3 separate regions of the Mus musculus genome follow, and regions 1 and 2 are each linked to region 3. The links are chromatin contacts, called in public HiChIP or PLAC-seq and promoter capture Hi-C maps. All regions are on one chromosome and are shown on one strand. Each heading gives the region's core, a stretch centred on a gene start, on an enhancer-like site or on the middle of the called end of the contact. The rest is flanking DNA. Distances are from core to core; before and after follow the strand shown. Region 1 has its middle 5.9 kb from the start of Gm35704. Region 2 overlaps Alox5ap (arachidonate 5-lipoxygenase activating protein). Region 3 holds the start of Wdr95 (WD40 repeat domain 95).

What was found. Promoter capture Hi-C pulls out the DNA fragments that hold promoters and counts their contacts. HiChIP or PLAC-seq counts read pairs in DNA pulled down with a chosen protein or histone mark.
Region 1: a contact with region 3 is called in a FOXA1 HiChIP or PLAC-seq map of pancreatic cancer cells. The contact joins the enhancer-like site here to the promoter of Wdr95 in region 3. A contact is called at or near these places in 10 of 39 promoter capture datasets (the 3T3-L1 cell line, the HPC-7 cell line, HPC-7-derived erythroid cells and 6 more), 2 of 15 datasets of contacts at CTCF or cohesin (the NIH/3T3 cell line and embryonic stem cells), 9 of 484 Hi-C or Micro-C datasets (the HL-1 cell line, the HPC-7 cell line, cortical neurons and 4 more), 7 of 115 datasets of contacts at active chromatin or transcription factors (SST interneurons, T-cell acute lymphoblastic leukemia, embryonic forebrain and 3 more) and 2 of 9 other capture datasets (adipose tissue and pancreatic islet).
Region 2: a promoter capture Hi-C map of hippocampal neurons shows a contact between it and region 3, with 3 times the contacts expected there. The contact joins the enhancer-like site here to the promoter of Wdr95 in region 3. A contact is called at or near these places in 2 of 39 promoter capture datasets (the 3T3-L1 cell line and hippocampal neurons), 15 of 484 Hi-C or Micro-C datasets (the G1E-ER4 cell line, the HL-1 cell line, the N1E-115 cell line and 10 more), 6 of 115 datasets of contacts at active chromatin or transcription factors (astrocytes, craniofacial prominence, embryonic basal ganglia and 3 more) and 1 of 9 other capture datasets (adipose tissue).

What each region holds. Positions count from the first base shown.
Region 1 is chr5:149,351,680-149,355,994 of GRCm38.p6, reverse strand. No RefSeq gene overlaps it. Among named protein-coding and RNA genes, the nearest start is that of Gm35704, 5.9 kb to the right of the region's middle. RefSeq lists an enhancer at 1,628-3,836. Within about 2 kb of position 2,639, at least 153 of the 459 cell types and tissues checked have an H3K27ac peak or open chromatin away from gene starts, as enhancers often do. A contact at or near this core is called in the HL-1 cell line, the NIH/3T3 cell line, embryonic forebrain and 4 more, where this site is marked.
Region 2 is chr5:149,285,571-149,289,447 of GRCm38.p6, reverse strand. Alox5ap (arachidonate 5-lipoxygenase activating protein) reads right to left here. Exons shown (of 5, transcript NM_009663.2): 5 at 1,295-1,876. The coding sequence ends at 1,714. Among named protein-coding and RNA genes, the nearest start is that of Alox5ap, 23 kb to the right of the region's middle. Within about 2 kb of position 1,672, at least 40 of the 459 cell types and tissues checked have an H3K27ac peak or open chromatin away from gene starts, as enhancers often do. A contact at or near this core is called in cerebral cortex, forebrain, hippocampal neurons and 1 more, where this site is marked.
Region 3 is chr5:149,526,605-149,530,606 of GRCm38.p6, reverse strand. Wdr95 (WD40 repeat domain 95) reads right to left here and starts at 1,928. Exons shown (of 23, transcript NM_029440.3): 1 at 1,836-1,928. All of the region lies in intron 1 of Gm15997 (predicted gene 15997), which reads left to right.

The DNA of each region.
Region 1 (4,315 bases), core at 1,390-3,889, 180 kb after region 3:
AACATGGCCTGAGACCCCCTATCTCAGACTGCATTCTGCCTTCCCTGGGCGACATGTTGGAGGTGCTCCGGCATCCCAATGGCAAGGCAGACAGGGGACCTGGTGACAAAGGCTACACAGGATACAGGTATGACCTCAAGAAGCCCAGAATCTAATAGGACAGATATAATAAGACATAATCAGGCAATAGCGGCCAGGATGTGATAGTCAAATGGCTAAAATAGTTCATAGGAAAGAGGCTTGTAGAGAAACAGAACACCCGTGGTATTTGAACTTCAGATGATTGTGGCATAATGGTCTAGTGTATAGATGTCACACATATTTCTTGGAATTTAGTGCCACAACAACTGGCTCCAGGACCCCTGTCCCTACCCCCCAAAGGTTCCAGCCCCCTCCACCGGGGTTCCTAATTCATGAACACTTGAGCCAGGCTACACAAGGCATGTGACCTACATACACCTCCCGGGAGACTTGGAGGTCTCTGTAACAAACTGTGAGGCCTCGTGCTATGTAAAGTATGTAAACAGTTGTGCTCTTTGTGAAATGATGATAGGGAATTTTTAAAAAAAAGTAATCTGTGTTCCATGAAGACACAACTGGAGGACATTTTCTATCTTGTAGTCTACTGGCTCCTAGCACGCTGAACCCACGGATATCGTGGGCAATTATATTTATACCCAAAAAATTATAGATTGTTCATACTCTGTTTATATGAGACTCAAATTAAACCAGATGTCCCGGGGTTTCACAGGCTAAGCCTGTTTACGTTATTTATGGAGGATTCGTGGTACAAATAATATTTCATCTAGAAATAGCTAAATAAGGCACAGGCAGGGGAGCTATGCTTCCAAGAATCCAGGATACTCCCTTGACCGGCCTCAGACACCTCTCTCTCTCCAGTATAAGGAAAACCTTCTGCAGATCCACAGTGGCACAAGAAAATGTCTTCCTCCCCCTTAGTCCCACAACCTACAGGAGGGGTGAGGCCCTGCAGTGCAGCTCTGTGAATGATTAGCTAACACCCACCTAAACAGTGCCCGGCCAGCAGGTCTTTATCTTAACTCTAAGATTCAGGCTGACTGGGCACAAGGAACAGGAAGAGGCAGGTGTTATCTAGAGCAGTGTTTCTCAACCTGTGGTCTCAACCCCTTGGGGTCCCATATCAGATATCCTGCATATAAGATAGTGACATTACAATTCATAGCAGCAGCAAGGTTACAGTTACAAAGTAGCAACAAAATAATTTTATGACTGCGGGTCACCCCAACATGATGAACTGTATTAAAGGACTGCAGAGTTGGGAAGACTGAGAACCACTCCTCCAGAGAGTTGCCAGTTACCATGGCAAAGGAAAAGGATATGGATAGGCAAGGCACTGGTGGTTAACGTGCACACACAGAGGGAACAGTCACCTTCCTTCCTCACAGGCCGCCTGGCTATGACCAACTAAACAATAAGATTGTGAACCACTGCAGGCCTGGGATCATGGGAGCACACACTCTAACACATCTCTCATGTTTGGTTGTACCAACAATCCAGCTTTAGACTGTCAGGGATTCCCCAGGGCCAGGGACCTCCCCAATGCTAGGGGCTCCTCAATGCCAGGAAGTTAGGGACCCTCAATGGTAGCCCTCATACCAAAGTGCCACCTTTCTAGGGATTACCTACTGTCTTAGGTGCACAAAACATCAGGACCAAGAAGTAAGTTGGGGAGGAAAGGGTTTATTCAGCTTACACTTCCACACTGCTGTTCATCCCCAAAGGAACTCAAGCAGGTCAGGAAGCAGGAGCTGATGCAGAGGCCATGGAGGGATGGCACTTACTGGCTTACTTCCCCTGGCTTTCTCAGCTTGCTCACTTATAGAACCAAGACTACCAGCCCAGGGATGGCACCACCCACCATGGGTCCTCCCACCTTGATCACTAGTTGAGAAAATGCCTTACAGCTGGATCTCATGGAGGCATTTCCTCACCTGAGGCTCCTTTCTCTGTGGTAACTCCAGCTGTGTCAAGTTGACACACAAAACCAGCCAGTACACCTACCAACAAGGACTACTCGTAAAGATTCCCCTAATATAAAGAGCTCCATGTACCAAGACTCTCTTAACATAAAAGCCCCAGTTGGAGATCCTTCCAGTGCAAAGGCCATTCTCCAAACCCCCTGTTTTTGGGCTTCTGGGGGCTACTGGTGCTGGACACTGAGACAAGCACTCTGGCTGCTTGCATATCTTTTCCATGGGGGTCCCCTCCCTCTACAGAGCTCCCTACATTTCTAAAACCGGTAGCAAAGAATAGCCTGAATCCTAAAGACCTCCCAGAGCCCACGGTTGACACAGGCCTCTAGGACAGAACACAAAAGCTGCCCAGGGACTCCGACTGGTGAGAGCCCTTGGCTTCCTGGGGGGACCCCTCTGACCCACAGCTCCCACCGGTGGAGGCTGGCATTTAGTCCTGTTGGGCTAGTATAGACTACTTGGCCCAGGACTGACCCGGAGGGTCCCTGGAACCAAAAGGCAGCTGTTGTTTAAAAATCAACACGGAGAGGAAATGAAAAACACCCGCCCAGGCCTCCCAGGGCCAAGAGACTGATGGCTGCTGGATGAGGCGGTTTCTGGAAGAGGCATGACTAATGGCCCTACTGAAAGTGCCCTGGCCAAGTGCCAGCAGCTCCCGTCAACGCCTTGTCTCTGCAGCAGTCAGGTGTGGCTGGGAGACAAAGGGGCCGTCTGTGTGCTGGCGGGTCTTGGACCCAGTGGCTTTTTGAGTCAGGCAATGGTGTCACAGGAGCCCCTGGAGGGGCTGGGGGCGGGGTTTGGATAGAAAGAGGGCCTGGAGGGGTACTGCCTGCCAAGGTTCGCTCACACCTCGCCACCAGGAGAGGCAAAGCCATCTGCCATCTAGCCACCCAGTGGAACAAAAGAGCAAGCACCCTGTCCCCTCCCGCCCCACCACACCTTTCAAGTCTCCAGTGCCTGGGACCTTCCCTGAAGCATCCTTTCAGGGAAGTCCTGCTAGCTGGGCCCTGCCACGTCTGGTGCCTGTGTCTTGTTTGGTATACGCCCTCCGACAACTGCTATAACCAACTACGAATTACAATCCACGGATAAAGAAACTGAGGTTCAGCTAAGGCTGTGAATCTGCCCCAAACCATCCCTGCTCCCATCACTAGAACTATTCCCAACAGAACCAAACTAAATACAAAGTCCCTCCACTAATGGGCGTTCCCAGCCGTAGAGGCTCGCACCAGCTGGCCCATGATAGCTGTGAATGCCGCTCAACCTTATTTACAAATGTCAAGGACCATGTTGCAATGTCAAAAGGATGGGTACCCCTGCTAGACTAGTCCAGGATCCCGGTGAGCCAGCTCTCCCCACAAAACTTAAAAGAAAACCCAATAATGAGAAAGAACGTTTTTATGCAAGTCAAAAGTAATGCAAAAAAACCCACAATCAGAGAAGACTAGAAAAAGAAAGGGCCCAGCCTTGTATTTACACAATCGGAGAGTACGCCCTCCCTCACCTCATTTCCAGTGGGGAAGGTACCATAGCTCTAGATTCATCTCCACTGCCATTCACCATCACCAAAACATTGTCACTGCCACGGGGGATGGGGAGAGACAGTCCCTGTGTCCCTCCCCAGACACTTGAGTTATAGCAAGATCTGTCCCCATGTACCTTGTCCACCCCACCAAGGTCCCCTCTGGGTGACACCTCTCTTTCTCTGTGCTACTGTCTGCCGGGACCTCTGTACATGAAGAAACATAGTTGACCTTCAACAGATTCAAGTAACTATTTTTACAGACTCTCGGCCCTGGCGTGCACAAGAACCTGACCAGGTATCAGTCTAGAGTCCCTTTGTTAATTACTTTCCACTACTGTGACAAAATACCCAAGGGAAACAAGTTGAAAAGGAAGAAAGGTTTGTTTGGGCACACACTACTGGATGTCTCAGCCCATAGTTGTGTGAAGAGGGTTGAGCAAGGGTAATTGGGATCACAGGGCTTGGGGGGTCAGGCGGACAAACACTCTTCCGAAGCCCCACCAATGGCTTGCTCTCCCCAGTGTCTCCCTCCTCCTAGCAGCTCATTTAGCCATGAACATGTCCAATGGACACGTTAGCTTCAATTACCTCTTTAAAAAAAAATTTTTTTTTTTTTTGGAGAGCGTCTCTCTAGGTAGCCTCAGCTATTCTAGAACTCATTATGTATACCAGGCTGGCCTTGAACTCATAGAGATTCTCCTACCTCTGTTTCCTGATGGCTGGGCTTAGTGGTGTGTGCCACTGTACTTGGTCCAATCTCTTTTTAATAATGCCA
Region 2 (3,877 bases), core at 423-2,922, 240 kb after region 3:
AGGATAGACAAGAGGGACAAGGAGATCTATGTGACAAGAATGCAAAGGGAGACTTTTGGGGACAAAGAAAATCAGCAAGAAGGACAAAGAAATGACAGAGAATGGAGGTCAGGATAAAAACCAGGCATGGCAATGTATATGTATGAAAGGCTCACAAAGACCCATTTGTAGACAAACTAACTTGGTTATTGGTTGGTTCTGGAACCAACCAAGCCACCAGGCTCTCCTGTGAGGGATTTTCCTGATTGGGTCATTTGTGGTGGGAAGACCCACATACAAGGACATGGAAAACAGAAGCTTTTGCCTTTTGCCTGCTTGCTCTCACTCATGCTGACAAGCTCATCTATCTCATGGCTGTGGCATCCCTTTTGGTAGTAGAACTGGCTTCTTTGGGATTCCAATGTAGACTGAAGACCAGCAACTCTCCAGGAATTCTCCAGGCCTTCAGCACCAGCTTGGGGCTGCTGAGACATCCAGCCTTCTGGACTGAGCGACTACAAATTCCAATGTGAGACAGCCACCAGATACAATTTAGTAAGCTCACCAACTATATATATGGCATATATATGATATATATATATATATGCATGTATATATATACACACATATATATCTTATAAATATATTTATATTTATGAAATAAATTTATAAAATAAATACATGTTATAGAAAATATATAACATATAGTAATAAATATATTTATATATCATATAAATATATTATATATTTACATATTGAAATAAAATGTGTATATAAAATAATAAATTTAAATATGATATATATTTAGTACTAAATTATATATATATATAATTTATAGATGTGTGTGCATGTGCATTATATATATATATATGTGTGTGTGTGTGTATATATATATATATATATATACATATAAAATCAGTGCTGCCCCTTCAAGAGAACTCTAATATACTATCCCCCCAAAATTAAGTTATATAAGGAAAATCAAACTGAGCTCACTGTGCATGGCCCCAAAAGAACACCTTTCCTGTTAGCTGCCTTGGACATTTGACTACACCCATGTCTTCCAAGATTCCCTCTTTGTCCCAAAGACACCTAGCTGACAGCATTAGAAATCTGTTCATTGACTATAGCCAGCAAGTGACCTGTGAATCCATTTTGTCATGTTTGTTTGGTGGCCTGGCATTATCTTCAACTCTTAGAGCACATTGTAAGCTGCATGATGCAGTAATATTGGGCATGATCCTAGTGAATTAAGATCCCAACCTAATCCAAATATGGGACGGGGAAGGTACTCAGTCAATAAAAGACTCTTGAAGACGTTAGCGTCCATATATGGAAATTGTGATTTTAATTATCATCATGTAGGTTGAAGAAACACTAATAGCTAATACAGAAATATCACCCCAATCTGAGCCATGGGCTTAAATTTTGTCTATACCCTTTATTTTAGGAAAACACGTGTCTGATTACAAGACATCTTCAGAAAGCAGGATAAGCCAGGAGAAGTATAGGCTGGATGTAGACAATAAATCCTGGGCCACCGCCGCATTCGAGGGGTGGAGCTAGCACAAGACATTTTTCTTCCCGGAAAAGCAAAGTTAACGGATGCCACAGAGCCCCGAGGGCAGCAAGATTGACAGCATCTACAGCTTGAAGAGGAGCAGAAGCCTTCGCGGCGTTGCGTTATGATGCGTCTCTATTGATCTGGTGAGCGTCCTTCTCTGTCTCCAGCAATCAGGGGATGAGAAGCAGCGGGGAGATCGTCGTGCTTACCGTTCTGATGTAGTTCTCAAAGTCGCTTCCGAAGAAGAAGATGAGGTAATGGTTGAGTATCCCGGCGAAGGACATGAGGAACAGGAACAGGATGATCCGCTTGCCGAAGATGTAGCCAGGGGTGCTGCGAGAGAAGGGAGGGGGCCGTAGATGCATCACAAACGACACCCAGTTCACCCAGTGACGCCGCCACTTCCAGACACGGGGCGTTAAATTATTCCGCGTTTACTCGCTCTATTTACCCACTTACTTCATAGCAAGGATGGGCACGACCCTCCTGTAATTAAGCACTGCGCATGCTTCAAAGCCAGGTGAAGGAGCCCGCCTTCCAGCCTGCCATCCTTTGGGCTCAGTGGCTCTGGCTTCCCTGAGTTCTCTTTTTGTCCTTAACTCCAGGTGACAGAAGGCTGGCAAGGCCTAACTGCGCTCAGAGAGTCGGACTGAGGCTCGGGAGCACCGTGGACTCATTAAGCCCTCTACAGGGTGTTCCCTGTCAGGAGCGCCTCTAAGGCTCTCACTGGAGGCTGGGGTGTAATGAACATTGTGCTCAGGAGATGGTTTAAATACACCGGTGAAGGTGCTTCCGCCCTCGAGGGTTCAACCTTTCCCTCCTGAGGTTGCCTGGGAAGAAGTCAGGTTGGCCCTAATGAGAGACAAGTACCCAGCGATGGAAACACATCCCAGAGGAGTGAAAGAAGTTTTAATCTCCCTTTCTCATCCCCTCCCCTCCCCTTCCGTCCCCTCTCCTCCTCTCCCCTTCCCTTCCCTCCTCTCCCCTCCTTTCTCTCCCCTCCCCTTTCCATCCTAAATATTTTACACAGAGCATCATCATTTGGAGATAGGAGGAGATTCCTCATGAGAAGTGACTGTCTAATGGCGTGCCAAGGCTACCCATGTCCTCTGTCCCTCTGCAAGACCCTTGGCTGCTGGGCCTGGGCCCATCTGAGTGGCGCTGACATGTCTGGAATAGCCAGTGAAACGGTTTGTCAAGATAAGATTTCAGTAATGAACCAGCAATGGCATGGGGCAATCAGCCCTGATTTGGAGCTTAGAGCAAAACCAGCGGGACAGGTGAGCTCCAGCTGACACAGGCTGTTTCAAACTGTCACAGAGGGCACCAAAGCCAGCGTCCTGCAGTCCCACATTGCCTTACCAGAAATTTTAACTAGTTGAAAGGAACCCCAGAGGCTCTCAACTCTCATAGCAAGCAAGTATTTGCTCAGCTGTTGGGTACCAACCTCCTCGCTACTCTGTCATCCGCAGACTAAGAGCATCAGCGTGTGGTGGGAGCCTAGCAGAAGCCCAATCCCCCAGTCCTTCTCAAAGCAGGATGAAGCCCGCTGCATTCAACAAGCTCCCTGTGTGACACACGGACAATGGAAGCCGAGAAGCCCCACTCTTGCTAGCTGGCTAACAACTTGGGTAGAAAATGTCACTAAAGTCCCATATGTTGAAGGGTGTCCAGTTGGTGGCACTATTAACAAATAATTGGGATCACGAGGGCACCGGCCTCATCAGTTCATAGCTGAACGGGCTTTTAGGAAGTGGGGTACAATCAGAGGGTGTAGGTCACTAGGTCTCTTTCTCTTAAAATTCTGTAATGCTGTCTGGTGATGTGTGTGTGCACATGCCACAGTGACTATGCTGTCCAGACAATTTTGACTCTTCCCAACACGTGAACTGCAAGGATAGAATCAGGGAGTCGGGAGTTAGGGGCAACGGTGGGGGTGTGGGGCGTAGCCAAAGGAAGGCAAGTGCTGAGGAAGGCTGGGTGCAGCTCAACTCTAGACAGTGCAAGGATTGTCTGTTGTCCGGGGCTTGGAGATTTCTACATCTCGTATCCTCAGCACTCCTGGAGGTCCAAAAGAACCCATGGTAAGATGCAAACATTAGCTCTCATTTCTCTTGACGATGAGATGCTTAATTCACAAGCGGCCTGGGAAGTCAGACCTACCTAAAAAGTTATTGCCGCCCCAGACTCCACCACGGAGAACAGCTGGGCGTGCAGGTGCAAGCAGTGTACAGCCCGGTGTGCTAAAACACCCCTAGGAATCAAGGCTGTGCGAAGGAAAAATTTAACAGGAAAACCAGGCAACTCTCCAGCTGTATTCTCAGACTCCTTAAA
Region 3 (4,002 bases), core at 679-3,178:
TAGAGTTGGGGTCTCAGGGGTTTGCAGCTTCACTGTAACACTGAGTCCTTTCAGTTCAACACTCTGGGTCCTTGAAGGATGTTTTTTTTAAAACCATGGAGCTGTCTTCCCTAAACCACTGGTGTGTTTACACCTGTGTGGCTCCCATGGGCCCCTGGGACTTGCGCCTTCCAATGGACCCCTGCGTTTGCCCTTCACTTCACTCTGAACACTCGCAGCTATCCAGAAAGCTCCACGGCTTCATCGGCTTCCAAAGGCGTGTCAGTCTCCTGGGGTCCTAGCGACCTATGCTTGGAACATGGTGGGCGGAGCAACCGCCTGGGTGGTCCCCAAAGGCTCCCTTCTCCTTCCCTTCTCCTTTCCACCTGGTGTGTGTATGGGTGTCAGTTCAGGCCTGGCTCCTCTGGAAGGGGATTACAGCTTCATTCCCTCCCATGCATCCTCTGGCTGCCTCCACGGAACGTCTCGTCCATCTGACCTGGGGTGATGACTGGCCTTGGACCACCACCCCCCCCCTCCCCCCGCCTCTTAGCTTCCATCTTCTCCCTTACCGACCCAGAGCTCTCTGCGGCTCTCCTGCAAGAAAGCAAGATGGCAGCTTGTTACCAGCTAGATCATGTTGAGACCCCTTAGCCTTCAAGCCTCCACCAACACAGCCCCTCATTCGTTCATCATCTCCACTCCTGTGCTCTGAACTCGAGCTTCCTTCCAGTCCACCTAGCTACCTACCCACTTCTTTCCCTGCCCACCAAGGCTGTGCCCGGTTTATGCAGTGCCATTCACAGGCCGCCCTCTCCCTACCTGGAGTTGGTACATGTATGGAGTTGGCTCATAAAGCTCTCTTCCCTCGATCCAGTCCAGTGACTACTTTAGCGGTGCCAATACCGAGGATAGCTATCCCATACCTGGTGTTATTAGTGTTAGCACGTTAGCATTCCTTCTAGGTTCCTCCCAACAGTTAGTTACCTAGCAACAGCCAGGTGGGAGCCTGGGTTGCTATAAAAAGAACTGTTTGGCCTCTCTTCACTCTCTCTGACCCCTTTCTCTCTCTCTCTCTTTCTCTGACCCCCCCACCCTCCCTCTCCCCATCTTTTTCTGTCCCTTCTTTTTCTCTACTTCAACTCCTTTCTCAACCCCCTTCCCATGCCTCAAGTGAACATTTTATACTAGACCCGTGTTGTATGACTGGTACCTGGGGACAGGGGGCACCCACTAAGACACCCCCTCCCAGTGAAGCATACCGCGCTTTACAAAACATATCAAGTAGCACGGTTGAGTTCTTACTATATGTCATCACTAATTCAGTTACCTCTAAAAATAATTCCAAGAGAGGACTAAGGCAACCTTGGCCCAAATCACATCAACATTTGACACCCAGTCCGAGTCTTTACTAGTCACTAAATAGACACACTTTAAAAAAAAAAAAAAAAACTTCCCAAAGCACATTTATTGTGTGATCCTCCCCCCCCCCCCGCCCCCTTAAAGGGCCTAGCTAGATACTGAACACACGATATGTCTTTGATCCACTCACTGATTTGAGCTTCTAGCTTCCAGACTTAAGAATACCACGACCCCAGATGAGCAATTTATGGAAACAACAGTCACCAAGATCATTTGCCCTGGTCAATGACAGATGATAAACCATATCAGGACAAAGTGACCCGCAACATCCTGATAAGAAACCATCTCAGCCTCTGTGGGCTCCTTTTTCCTCTTTCTTTCCTCTTTTGGAAGAAGAAAATCCAGATCAGACACCTGAGAACTCATTGCTATTCTGTAGTCAGGTTGCTTCCAACTCTTTTATTCAAACCACCCCAGGGGCCTTGTGACATTACCTGCTAACGATTCTAACTCATCTTTCCAAACAAAGAGGCATCAGCCTGTCAAACAGCAACAGCCTTCCATCAACAGAGAGCTGAGGTCTCCTCCAGACTGGCAGAATGGGTGAGCGCTTACCGTACTCCCCATCCCCCACCCCGCGCCAGGGCCCTATGTGAATTTCTATGGGGTAATATTTACAGTGCTGGATGGCTGGGCCCTGTGGAGCTTAATGGGCTTCTTAATAAAGGCAGGCTTCATTAAGACAGAGAGCGCGGGGCGTCGTGCCCTTGCTTTGGAGGAGAGGACAAGCCAGCACAAGACGAATGCTCTCCCTCCGCTCGAAAATCATGCGGGTCAAGTGCCTTGTCACGCATTAACAGTCTTTTAAGTTGCTAGGCAGATCGAGAGGAGCCGAGCGGATAAACCAAGGCGGAGGAATTATGAGACCCATCCTGGTAGCACAAACGCTGGAACACAGAGCTGCCTTTAAACAAAGTAATTTGCTAAATGAGCGGCTGGCGGGTTTCCAGATGGCCAATGTGACACGGGCTTGGATGAATCCTTTCTTCAATCACGCGTTTGTCTGGACTGAGACATGAAAGGCCAGGTCAGAGCTACTGCGGTGGCTGCTGTAGCTTTGAAGCCCTTACATAAAACTCTACTGGTGTGGAACTCCGGCAGCTCCAGTGTGGCAGCTGGCGCGGGTGCCCTGGCGTTGGTGCTTGGGAGGCCACTAAGACAGCTGCTCCTTAAGCGGGAGGACAGCCAGCTCAGAACAGGGCTTCTCTGTCTTGCCTACCGCTTCGCTTCACACCAGGTCTCTGGGCAGGTGACCTTAGTACCAGATGAAACTGTAGTTGAAGTCTAAGAAGCAGAAATGTTGTAATTTTAAATATGAATTATTAAGAATCACTTAAAATCATTTCCATGAGTTTTGTCTTTCTTCCTTCAGTCCTGAATGATGTGTTTAAAATAAATAAATAAATAAATAAATAAATAAATAAATAAATAAATAGGAGATATGTGCTATGAGGTGTGGTGAGGTGTGGGAGAAGGGAATGTCTCAGCGGGCCCATGCCGAGGCATCCCTTCCCCATGAGGGACCAGCCACAGGTATAGTATAGTATAGTATAGTATAGTATAGTATAGTATAGTATAGAATAGAGTTTATTCAGGGCATGGGGAGGGGAGTTAAGAGGGCAGTGGAGGCAGAGAAAGGCAGAGAGAGGGAGAGTAGAGAAGTAGAGGAGTAGAGGCCAGCCATGAGCACGTGGAGGGGGGCGGGGAAGAGGCGAGGGGACAGAGTGGGAACAAGAGAGCAAGAGAACAAGAGGGAGAGGAGTGGGCAAGCAGCCCCTTTTATAGTGGGTCAGGCCTACCTGCCTGTTGCCAGGTAACTGTGGGGTGGAGTTTAGACAGAATTCTGACGCTGAACCCAGGACCTTATAAATGTTAGGTAAGCACTCTACCACTGAGGTACACCCCAGACCTCTAAGTCAGTTTGGAAATGCCCAAGATGGATGGAAAAAAAATCTACCTTAATTTTAATTTAGATTTAATGGAGGATGTATACAAGTCCTAGTTTTCAGACATGGTCTCTCTCAGCTGTGTCCCCTTTCTCACTAAATCGTATCTTGGTTTGAGGTCTTTATAGAGACAATGATGATCATTCCGTTCTGGGACGTCAAAGTCCGTGAAACACAGTGAATGAATGAAACCAGGTGATCTGGAGCCATCCGAGGGGCATGGGCCACACGGTAACCGGTAACATCACGAACGGGTGGCAGGCAGTGGGGAAAAAACAAACCAACAAACAATCTGGTTTCGCTGTGCCAAGCTCCGAGGCAAGCTTTACAGGGGGTTCTTAGCCTCCCTTGGCACAGATTTCTGTTCAGTTGCTAAGCAGTCAAGCCCCACCCCATGACGGAAGCCAAAGGCCAGACAATAGCTTTCCTCTTCACCCTGAGCCTCGCTGGGCTTCGGTTCATCTCTGACTCAAGAGGAAAAGTTTAAAACATTGAGTCACCAGTAGAAAGCTTCCGTAGCATTCTGGGGGAAACAGCAGTGTGTTGAGGAAGGTCCCCTAAAGCACCTTGCGGACCGTGGTTTCAGATCTACACAGGGTGGAAAATTTTGCCAACTGAGTTCTATTTCCTGTGTATGCACGAATGGTTTCCTCTC